2 separate regions of the Mus musculus genome follow, and region 1 is linked to region 2. The links are chromatin contacts, called in public Hi-C maps. All regions are on one chromosome and are shown on one strand. Each heading gives the region's core, a stretch centred on a gene start, on an enhancer-like site or on the middle of the called end of the contact. The rest is flanking DNA. Distances are from core to core; before and after follow the strand shown. Region 1 overlaps Ctnnd2 (catenin (cadherin associated protein), delta 2). Region 2 overlaps Ctnnd2 (catenin (cadherin associated protein), delta 2).

Region 1 (5,768 bases), core at 2,273-4,772, 170 kb after region 2:
AGGACCCACTTGTTAATTACACCTAGTTTTATAAATAATATCATATTCTCAAAGACATACTATGATCCTTTTCAATGTATCATCTAAGTCCAATAGTCTCTGTTCATCAGAATATAAAATCTGATAGCAATGAAGCCCCCGTGGATTATGAGATTATGCTCTATATCAAAGCAGACAATGTTACCATTATCGCTGCTGTTTTTATTTTGTTTGTTTTCTGGAAATATGTAATATGTGTGGACGTAAGGAAGGCAAATACTCAGAAAAATCACTAATTAAAATTAAAATCATAAAACTTTTTTCCTCTTAATCTAACTTTACTCTTTAAAAGAGATTATTGCCCACCTTCTCAGACAGTTAGTGGTCAGTACACACTCACACAGGTCACATGTATTCACACACACATCCATGTAAGCATTTGTTTGTATTTTTTTCTAAACTGTAAACTTCAACTCATTCAAAGGCAGTGAAGCCCTTTAAATAATCACAAAAGGTGATTCAAAATTGATTTAGAACCGCATAAATAGAACCTTTCAGTGTACCACTCCCACTAGGTTATTGGTTTTTACTTAATTATACGTTAACAAATGTAAGATTGGGCAAGTTGAGCAACAGTGTTAATATTTCATATTTAGCTTATCCGTTTAAATACCTTAAAACATAAAGCTAAAATACTAAAACATGCTCCTTTTCTTAGCTTACATGTTTTAAAATCTTATCGCCAAGTGCTAAGGCCTAGTAATTATTGGAATATTACTTAACACAATTTAATTAAAATAAAAATATTTTTTATTTTGGTTAAACATGGTACTTATGCCAGCTAGTATTTGGTTAGCTCTTGTCTACTAGTGTGTTATTATTGGAGGCTTCTTATCTGCTGTTTTAAGCTTTCTCACGATAATAAGGAATAAGGATTGGGTTGCAATAATCCAATAAAGCCACACAAAGAAAGTATTAAGAGACACAGCCCAGAAGCACAATGCTGGTTACCCATTTAAGGAGAAAGGAGCTTGATCCCTCCTGAAGCTGCTTCTAACGGTGCCCTGTACTGAAGCCGGATCCTGTATTTTCCATGAGCTTTGCATTATCTTTGGTTTCCCAGACATGTAAAAATCCGTCTAACCAGAAATGTGACACTGGAGAAGGATAAGAAAATGTGAAATTAAGCATTAGAATATCAGGTTTATGTTCCCTTTTGTACTACATTGTTTTCCTTGGACATACTTAATGGTCTTACAGAAATACAATCATATATCTGACAGCCCATGTCACATGTTGTATGGTGTATTTCTCCAGCAATTAGGCTTACTATAGATTGATTATATAGCATACCACTTCAGTGTGTGAGCCTCTGGGCATGCACATGAGTATCTGGATGTCAGAACTTCAGGGGAAAAAAAAAACCATAATGGAGAAAACCCCTACTGTACTCACAGTTTCTGCTCATGAGCAAAATAAAAATAAAAATGACCCCATTTAGAGGAAGTCCCTAAAGGAACTAATTCAAGTATATCCTAGTATTCATGGAAAGTTGACTCAAAATTGAGGGCATAGTTCAAATTTCGTCCGTTTCATTGTGGAGGTTTACTTTCTGATTTTGGTTCAGTGGAAAATGTTTTGACATTAACTGCTGCGTGGAGAGTATTCCCAGGATCTACACAGTCACACGGCTCAAGATTCCACGTCTAAAATTTGCATCAGTAGATGGTTTTATAATATGGAGTTCGGAGTGGGTATGTGGTTCTGAACATGTCTGCCATTTGTGGGGCATGGGGATTATTCCTGTAAGAATCATTCTGTAAGGAGCTGCAGAGAGCAAGTTCAGACAGTAACTCTTTCCAACAAGAGGTGTTTTTTTTAGATATGTATTTACCCTTTGCAGACTGTATGTATGTGTTTATGTATGTATGTATGTATGTGTGTGTGCGTGTATATGTTCATATACATACACATGCACATACACATACATATAGTCTCTGGTCATACACATGAATAGTTGGATGTCAAAACTTCAAGAAAAAATGTAATGGAAAAAATCCTACTAGGTTCACATGTGCACATGTGTGTGCATGCATGTGTGTGTGTGTGTGTATACACAAATATATATATATATATATATATATATATATATATATATACACATATACATATACATAACTTTTTAAAATTAAATGTTTACTAAAGCTCAAAGAAAGCAGTAGAGTATGAAATGCATCACCGAGGAAAGCAAACATTCGTAGTTGGTTTCTCTCCCCAGTGACCTGTGAGCATGTTGCTAGCAAGCACTTGCAATAGTGCAAATGTTTAAAAGAGTCAAAATACACACAACTCAGTGTCATGGAAATTGGATATTAAAAGGAAAAAAAAATAATTTCCAGGACAGGCCACCAATGCAAGTGCTTACAGGCTTCTGAACTCTCAGTGTTGAAGTGTATTTCTGTGAGAAAAAGTAAAGATCATAATGATATCAATGGGCCATCATTTTATAGCACCTTTTATGTAACATTTTATATGTGCTTCCTAGGCCATTTTAAAAGTTAAGGAAGTAGAAACGTGACAGAATTGACTCCTTAACTCACTCAGTCTATTCCTCAGAATTATAATTATTAGGGCTTTGAAGATAGCTTGGTTGATAAAGGGTTTTTGACCCCAGTCAAACTGATGAGGTCCAGGGAAAAAGGAGATCCTGTCTCAAAAAGAAGGTGAGCATCACTGAGCAGCAACGCCCGGGGTTGACCTTTAACCTCCCCATACACCCGCATACAATGCGCATGCACCTCTGAGCATGCTCACACACATTTACTGAAGCCTTAGTGGTTTCTTCTAGATGCTTCCATGCGTGCATTGGTCGCCATTAACGGATTTGCATGATTTACCTTCTCAGTGCCTCTGGAAGAGCCAATGTGCAGGACACAGAGGAGACCTACACTCTTGTTGCCCCTTCATGTCTCTGAAGACCCAATTCGTCCACCTTCTCTGCATCCCACCTTCAATGGTGACCATGCTGACATTCAAAGCAGCATTTTCTGGAACTTTACAGCCACTGCTCAAGCATTTATAACTCCTTTGCAGGGACTGGGATTTTTCTGTCCCACCATGGGGATTTCTTCCTTCTCTCTTGTACACGACTTCACATTCACCACCGTGAGAGTAAAATGTCTCTTGTTTTCTCTGAGTATTAAATCCATAGACATAAGAAAGAATCTCGCTAAAATGTCCCCACTGGTGAGAGCCCTTTTTTGTTAAGTCCTTTTACAGAATGTTCGTGGGAAACATGACATTTATGTCGCAGGTTTTCTTTTTTGCTTTGCTTATTATCAGGACAAACTTGTCACACACGTACCAAATGTATGCAGTCTTTTAAATTTTCATGGTGGGAATTTGACATTTCAGGTCTGAGCAAATGGGTTGGATCCTTCTCTTTGTTAATCAGTCTCTCACAAGGGGGCTGTACGCACGCAAGAGAGCTGGTGGCTGGTAGAAATCTCTTAAAGTGCTTCTTTATTTGTGTCTCAGTTAACGACTGGTGACATCTAGTGGTCACTGGTGGTGACTGGGTTTGTGGCACTCATGGCTATGCTGGAGAGGCACAGCCAAAGGAAGCTGTAGTATTGGCGTTTGCAGATGGAGGTAGTCAGTTCCCAGCATCTAGTGATGCTGTTCTCTGCCCATTAGCCACCACTGTAACTACTGAGAGCAGGCCCACAGCTGTACGTGCCTCGGTAGACAGTGGCCTGTTAGGGGAACTCCATTCCCCCCCCCCCCATCCCCACACACTCATCCTCTTCGATGATGAGGATTCATCGCTCACAGAAAGCAGTGTCAGATCTGCTTGGCGTATCCGTGGCAGCTAAAAGTAGGAGGCTTGGTCTCCTCTTGGTGTTGTTCTCTGGAAGAGATTCCACATGGGAAGCCAACCTGCGATGGCAGCTTCTTTATTAAATATGTGCAGTGGAAATTATGCTAATTATGCTGGAGTGTAATTATAGACTAGGAAGATTCTCTCACAGTCTGACTTGAATTGTTGTAGATAAATGTGCATTAAGTTAATAGTGTGCCGCTAATTGTGAAAGGTAAAGGGGAGGCAGAGATGTAATCAGTTACTCCATCTTTTAAAGATGCTTGGTCCCAGGCAGAAGGTACCCAGAAAGCCCAGGTATGGGGAAACCCTGCAGTGAGTGTTCTTCATCCATTTGGGTACACAGTTTCAATATGGCACAAAAAATAATCACTGGTGACTGGTTAATCAATTTAATTCCACTAGTCTGTGGCATTCACTACAGAAGGTAGTTACATGCTGTGGCAATTAGCAACTGTAAGTTCTAAGTATGGTTATGGAGTTAATTTTTTAGGCTTTATGCTTTTTTGTGCGTATTTCTGATAATTATGGAAATGAGAAAAATACCCATTGGCACAACTTCAAATGTTCAGCCAAAGATGTATTCCAAGAAACAAATTCTACTTACATGTGACTACAGAATCCAAGTGGTCTTCAAAGTTACCAGTTCCAAGAATGGCATTGGTGGCCTGCTGCGCTGACATGAAGGGCACATCAGTTATCTATATCTGCCAGATAAAGATTTCTGAAACCTACTAGTAAAGTGGCACTATGAAAGCCCCACCCCAGTACCAGCTAACTAAGAGGAAAGCTTTAAAAGCTAGCATACATAGGGAGAATGATGAATGTTTCTGCAAGTAGTATCAGAAAATGTAATGTTTACATGTCTTCTGAGAATGACTGATATCCAGCCAAATACTGAAGGGGAGTTTGGGGAATTCCTCTATGAAGGGAACAGAGATCCGACAGATCCAGCTGTTTAAAGCATTTGTGCTGACAACAGAAAAGGCCACACCTGTAAGTGCTGGCAGAGGTTGACCCCTGTGCAGGGAAAGAAGAGACGTCGTTGTGGGAAAGCATATCCATTTCTAGTGATACTACTGAGCTTTAAAGACGTCCTTATGCTAGCTTTACAGCTTGAAACCCAGTGGAGTCCAGGAGATGTACACCAGGCTTTTCCTGATTTCTTTAATAGACGTTTAGACTATCTTCATTGTACAAGCAAATGCATTTCAAGATAGTAACCATATCCACCCCATTGCCCTCTGGCATCCTACTCCCCATTTAGTGTATGTTTGCAGGGGGCAGGGAGGACAAAGAGGAGAGGTGGGGGTGGGGAGAGACCTATATTCCACATATGAGAAAAAGTGTCCTATTTGTTTTGTGAGTTAACATGATGATCTCTGTCTCACCCATTCTCCTGCAAATGGCGTCTTTCTCTCCTTTTGGGTTGATGGTTCTCCACTGTGCACACGCACCTCCCTTTATCCACCCCCATGTGTTGATGGTACCTAGACTGATTCTGATACCTGTCTGTTATAAATAGGGTGGCAGTAAACATGAATGTGAGGGTATCTATGTGGGCGATGATTTAGATTCCACTGTGTGAATATCCAAGAGGAGCATAGCTATATAACGTGGGAGATCTTCCTTCTTCATACTGAGAAACCTCCAAACTGACTTCCATACTGGTTGTGCTCACAGTGCCCCCTGTTGTCTATCTTTCCGATGATAACCATTCAGACCGGAGCAAGATGGAGCCTCACTGCAGTACCAGTGTGGTTTTTCCTGTTGACTAAGGATGCTGAACACTTCCCACCTTCTCGTTGGCCATTTGTAGTTTGTGTTTTGCGAATGATCTGTTCAGTTTCTGTTTTCCTATTTCTCTCACTCACGTTCTTCTTCTGGTCTCATGCATAAAGTGTTTGAA
Region 2 (5,682 bases), core at 2,232-4,731:
GAAGATCCTCTTGGGAAAACTAATGTCTGTTGAGAATGCCATCGGTGCAGTGCACAGAGGCTAGCATGTGCCAGCAACGTGAAATTGAATACAAGGTTGAATTTTCTGGTACTGAACAGAGATCATACAGATCAGTGTTATGCTGCTTCAGCCAGTGCAACAGTTATGCACTGGGTGGGGGGGAGCACAAAAAATGAAGGGGACCCTGAGTTTATGATAAAACCCAATCTCCCCATCTTCAAACAATGTTTCTGATGCATTTGATCCCATGTGGCCTTCCTCCTACATGTACAAAACCCAGAAACCAACCCAGTGGAAAGTCTCCCAAATAGTAATACACAACTTTTGTGAAAAGGAAGAAAACACACACACACACACACACACACACACACACACACACACACACACGCAGGAGAATGAGAGCATCCAGAGCTGATGGGCTTGCGCTTGCTTCTGTAGATGCAGCTACCACCCAAGAATAAGAGTTACAGGTAATGGACCATCATCTACACAAAGAGAGAGCTTTAGCCTGGCCAAGGGAGAGGGGTACCAAAGAAGCATCTCTGTGCCCATTGTCCCTGGGCACCAGCAACTACAGAAAAGCTAGAAACTCAAAACCAATGTCCTATTTCATACCCTAGAATTCTGTGGTCGGAGGAACAGTGGATGGCTATACAGAGGTGAATGTGACGTCAGTTGTGTCCTGAGCCTCTTTGTCCTGTCTCCAGAATATCCTTTCTTAGAGACTTAAGATGGGGAAACCTATATCATGTGGAAACCAGAAACTTTTCCTGAAGATCACAAGAAACCCTTAGAGTCTCAGCCTAGGAGGAGAAGAAGGTGTCATGTCTCTGATTGGCCATTTCACCAAGGAGTCTATGCAAGAATCCCACAGGAAAAGAGAGCACTATTCTTGAAAATGAGCTCAGAGTTGAAATTTTCAAACGATGAGATGAAGTCACTGAGCAGGACTTGAGCGAGCTGAAAGGAACGAGGAAAGGCACTCAGAGACGCAGCTCTACGTTAGGGGAGAAAAAGTCAGGGATGAGCACTGAGCCCAAACATGACATTTATATCTCCTCCTCTGGAAAGCAGAGGACCAGGAGTGGGAGGGGACAGGAGAGAGCAGTGGGAAGATTATGACCTAAATACACACACACATGTGAACTGTATCATAAAACCCATTGTTATATAATTAGGCTTCCCTCTCCAATATTTGATACTTGAATAACTGAGATTTCCATGAGTAAAACCATACCCCATAAAGCTCAAGTTACTTTTTCCTAACCTCTATTTAATACATATTTATTCTCTAGCCTTATAGACCTTCACCCACACATACAAACACAGAGGGGAAAAGTGTATTTCAAAGGCCAGAATATGTTGCAGATGACATACACCTATGACTTATCCTGCTGAAGGTCAGGCCACTAGGACTAGAAAGAAGCAAGATGGAGCACAAGGAGGTCTGAAAATAATGCATCTGTGACAGAAACACCAGGCTTGCCCACTTGGGGCCTCCATTATGACAGGGCTAGATGGAGGAATCGCAAGACTGACACCAGACATAAGTGAAGGACAGTGAGGCATCACAAAGCCAGTCCATTCCTAGTGAGGCCAAGCAGAGTCCACTGGGATGAGGAGGCAGGGCCTGAATGTCTTAGGGTTCTACTGCTGTGAACAGACACACCGTGACCAAGGCAAATCTTATAAGGACAACTTTTAATTGGGGCTGGTTTACAGGTTAGAGGTTCTGTCCATTATCATCCAGGCAGGAGCATGGCAGCATCCAGGCAGGCATGGGGCTGGAGGAGTTGAGAGTTCTACCTCTTGTTCCAAAGGCAGCCAAGAGGAGACTGATGGATGTGTAAGAATATGACCATGGTGTGAAACATTGTCTTCTCAATTTAGGCATTTGTTTAAAGGAATTGATTTCTGTGTTGTGAGTATAGATGGGATAGATGATAATAAGGCAACAGTGGCCTCGATGCTGAAGGTTCCTCCGAGTCCCGTGAGTGGTTACAAAGATGTTGGAAGTATTATCCAATTATCTCAGCCATTTTCCTCCCCGAGAGCTCAGTTCCATAAATTGGTAAGTTGTAAAGAAAAGCAACTTATTTTGGCTCATGGTTCTGTTCAATGGTTTGCTGGCTACAGTTTTTTGATACAACTCTGAGGCAGCACAAGTCATGTTATGTTATGACAAGAAATGGGAAGTGTGTGTGTGAGTGTGTGTGTGTGTGTGTGTGTGTGAGAGAGAGAGAGAGAGAGAGAGAGAGAGAGAGAGAGAGAGAGAGAGAGAGAGAGATTAGAGAGATGGGGCAGAGAGACAGACAAACAGAGGGGGAGGAAACATATACAGAGAAGGGGCAGAGCCTCAGAGGGAAAGAGGGAGGGGAAGAGAGGGAGGAACGGAGGCAGGAAGGAAGGGAAAGAGAGAGAGGAGTGTGCATGTGTGTGGGTTTGGAATAAAGCCACCAAGAATTCAGTCATGGGTTCCCTAGCCCAGTGATTTTGTCTAATCCTCATCTCTTCATAACTCTACCTTTCAACACTATTCAGGTCAAATTTCTATCCCATAATACTGAAAGCAAGGATGAAATTTCACGTTGAGGTTTCTGGAGCAAACAAACTGCAACAGTCTCCTAGCAACAGTCTCCTACGTGTCGCAGGAGTTGGGATGAGCACCATTGTCATCAAAAGGATTTTGTGGTTATCCTATTTAAAGGGCAAATTTTGTGAGGGTACACCAAGATAAAAAAGGGTTCTAAGAGTATTTAACCACCTAGAAATGTAGTGGCAAGATATAAAATTTCATTTTACACTTCAGTTTTTAGAAACTTTTCTTAAACATGATGTGCCCCATTCATGTAGGGCTGCATTTTTGTAGGATGTGGTAGGCATTAGCCATTTTTTCCCTTTCAAACATGGATCATTGAAGGGACTCTGTATGTTGACAGACCAGACTTAGGGCACAGATGAAAGGCTTAGAACTCAGTGTAATTGCTATTTGTCCCACATGTGTGCTTGCTTCCAGGAGAATGCCTGGAGGGCAAAGCCCTGTGTTGAAAAGTGCTTTTATCTTTGTAAAGGAATCACAAGCCTTCCATGAAGTTCACTTGTAGTTGCATGACTAGTCTATTTCCATAAAATCTGCCATTAGAGAAAGCTACCCAAATATGTCATCTGCCCCCTCTAGATTTAGGCTGACTGTTGTCTTCAAGAGCTGTTCACTGAGTTAGCCAAGTGTGAAGGCTGTGGCAACATCCCCATTTTTATTAGGAAATTCTAAGAAGTGACAGCAAACTTCAGATGCGTTTGGTCATCTTTTCTCCAGTATTTCTGGAAAGGATAAGCTAGACCAGCCTGCTAAGTGGATTTAATTGCTGTAATTGGTTTTAATATTTTCAGAGTCTGCACCGTGTGGAAAGGGAAGCAGATGCTGAGTCACAGTGTGGAGCTTCTAAGTAGCTGCTGCCGGAATTTTACAGATCAGCATGCACACAGTCAGAAGTGATCTCCGTTCTAGTCAGTCTGGCAAAAACGAAGGTGACAGAAATGGTGCCTGGTTTTTGTCTATTTAATTATCGAGCCTCGATATTAGAATACAGATCAGGGACGCACTCCCAGGTGCAGAGTCCCTGCAATAATTATGGATTTATTTTTTACCACTTGCCAGAACATGCATCCTATAGGTAATATGAAGAAAAGTCCCCAGTTCTACATGCATGCAGTTCTACATGCATGCAGTTCTACATGCATGCAGGGCAGGTAGAGAGTGCCAAAGAACAGGGTACTGTGGGGTCATTTGCACTATGTCAGGAAGACCACTAGCACCCATGCCAACTCATGATAGGCTTTTAAAGAAATTTCCTCAGTTCTTCCAAATGACAACAAAGGCTCACAACTTGAACAATAGCCACATAATGGAGGTTTGATGCCCCAGTATAGGAGGACACCGACTGGAACAGTTTGGTGGGAGTTGGTCGGTGAGTAGGTAGAGGAAGCACCCTTGCAGAGGCAAAGGGGAGGAAGGCGAGAGAGAGCAGGTGGGATGGAAGGGGTTGTAGAGGGTTAACTGGGAAGAGAGATATCATTTGAGATATAAACAAATGGAATGACTAATAAAAAATAAGCCCTTAGAAAAGAATGTTAACTATTTTAATAAAATCATTTAAGAAAAATCTCTCTCTCTCTCTCTCTCTCTCTCTCTCTCTCTTTCTCTCTCAAGATGTAAGCTACTTGGGATGCTTTCAAAAACGTAATGAAAACTATAGGATGGAGAAAAACATTTCGGAAAAGCAAAGCAGGAAGATATCTCCCTCACTCCTAGTACCTAGATAATCAGATTTGTTTTCCACATGTTGTTGTTTGTAAAATAAAGTCACAGTGAGTGAATTCTCATTTCAAAGTCACTACTTACAGTGTCCCCAGACTTTCAGCTAGTAGGATTTATGAGCCAATGTAGCAGTAATCTCCAAGCCAAATAAACCCGTATAGAAACACACACAACCCAGTTATTACATTTATAAGTTGTATGCCTAGAGTGCCAGAACTACCAGTAGACTAAGCTCTTCCCTACCTATGAGATCCCTTGCTACTTGTGGCCTCTACAGCCCATGTGGTTCTGCTTCATCTTCCTTCCACCTCCTTTTTCTCTGTCTTCTTCCTCCTTCCTTCCCTCTCTTCTCCCACTCTCTAAAACCTCCAGCCCCACCTTTCCCTTCCTCTGCCCAATCATAGGCTCTAGCCTTTATTTGGCCAGTTAGAATGGGGAGAAGTTTCACATGAAATCACCCGAGAATGTGATCCACTTGTCCTTGGGGCAGCCCCTTTTGAGGAAGCAGAATTAACATCAGAATTCAGACAGCACCAGGGCAACCTACAACAAGCCAATTTTTACTTCTTAAACTCTATTTTATGAAGTAGCCAATCTTGCCAGCCCTGTTTCCATGTGTCTGTCCAGGACCAGCCACTTCTCACTAATCACTTGCACAGGTGCTTGGGTTCCAGAACGCCCTGTGAGCTTCAGCACAAGCATATTCATTTTTCTAAAACAAAAAAACAAAAACAACAGCAACAACAGCAAACAAAACAGACCTTGGATCTCTTCACTAGCTAGATTGCCAGGAGCATTCTGGCTCCCTAAGAGCAGAGTACCTGGGAAAGTCATGGCAGTGGCCACCCTTGTTTCTAGCTGCCTGAAGCCTTTGCCCACTGATGTCATCTTCTGATGGTGGACAACACTAGCCTGCAGACCCATTGCATTTTGAGGTCTGGGAAATTTCAAAGACAATTAAGAGTTTTCTTCTGCCATGATTGGCTTGCCTTATCTTCTCCCTAATATCTCTGCTCAGTAAAGCCTCTCTCCCACATACCATGTAATATTTTTAATTGGAATAGAATTCTCTCACTTTATCCCCTCCCTTCCTTCCTTCTGGCTCCTCCCACCTAACCTCTCCCAAACCCCTCTCATGCCCCCACTCTCTAGTTAATTGCCTCTGTTTCTTTGGTTATTATTGTGATACATATATGCTTGTATGTATATTGTGTATATGTATACACAGTTATGTAAATATGCCTTGCTGAGTCTGTTTTGTTGTTTGTATGTATATGGTTCCAGGGCTGATGACTATGCTTGGGTCAACCAATAAGGGGCCTCCTCCCTGGGAAAGATGAGTT

What was found. Hi-C and Micro-C count contacts between places; a contact is called where the count stands out from the background.
Region 1: a contact with region 2 is called in a Hi-C map of cortical neurons, with 3 times the contacts expected there. The contact joins two enhancer-like sites.

Annotation. Positions count from the first base shown.
Region 1 is chr15:30,737,374-30,743,141 of GRCm38.p6, forward strand. The region is part of intron 9 of Ctnnd2 (catenin (cadherin associated protein), delta 2); the gene reads left to right. Among named protein-coding and RNA genes, the nearest start is that of Gm41283, 57 kb to the left of the region's middle. Within about 2 kb of position 3,523, at least 17 of the 459 cell types and tissues checked have an H3K27ac peak or open chromatin away from gene starts, as enhancers often do. A contact at or near this core is called in cortical neurons, where this site is marked.
Region 2 is chr15:30,567,155-30,572,836 of GRCm38.p6, forward strand. All of the region lies in intron 3 of Ctnnd2 (catenin (cadherin associated protein), delta 2), which reads left to right. Among named protein-coding and RNA genes, the nearest start is that of Gm24487, 32 kb to the right of the region's middle. Within about 2 kb of position 3,482, at least 27 of the 459 cell types and tissues checked have an H3K27ac peak or open chromatin away from gene starts, as enhancers often do. A contact at or near this core is called in cortical neurons, where this site is marked.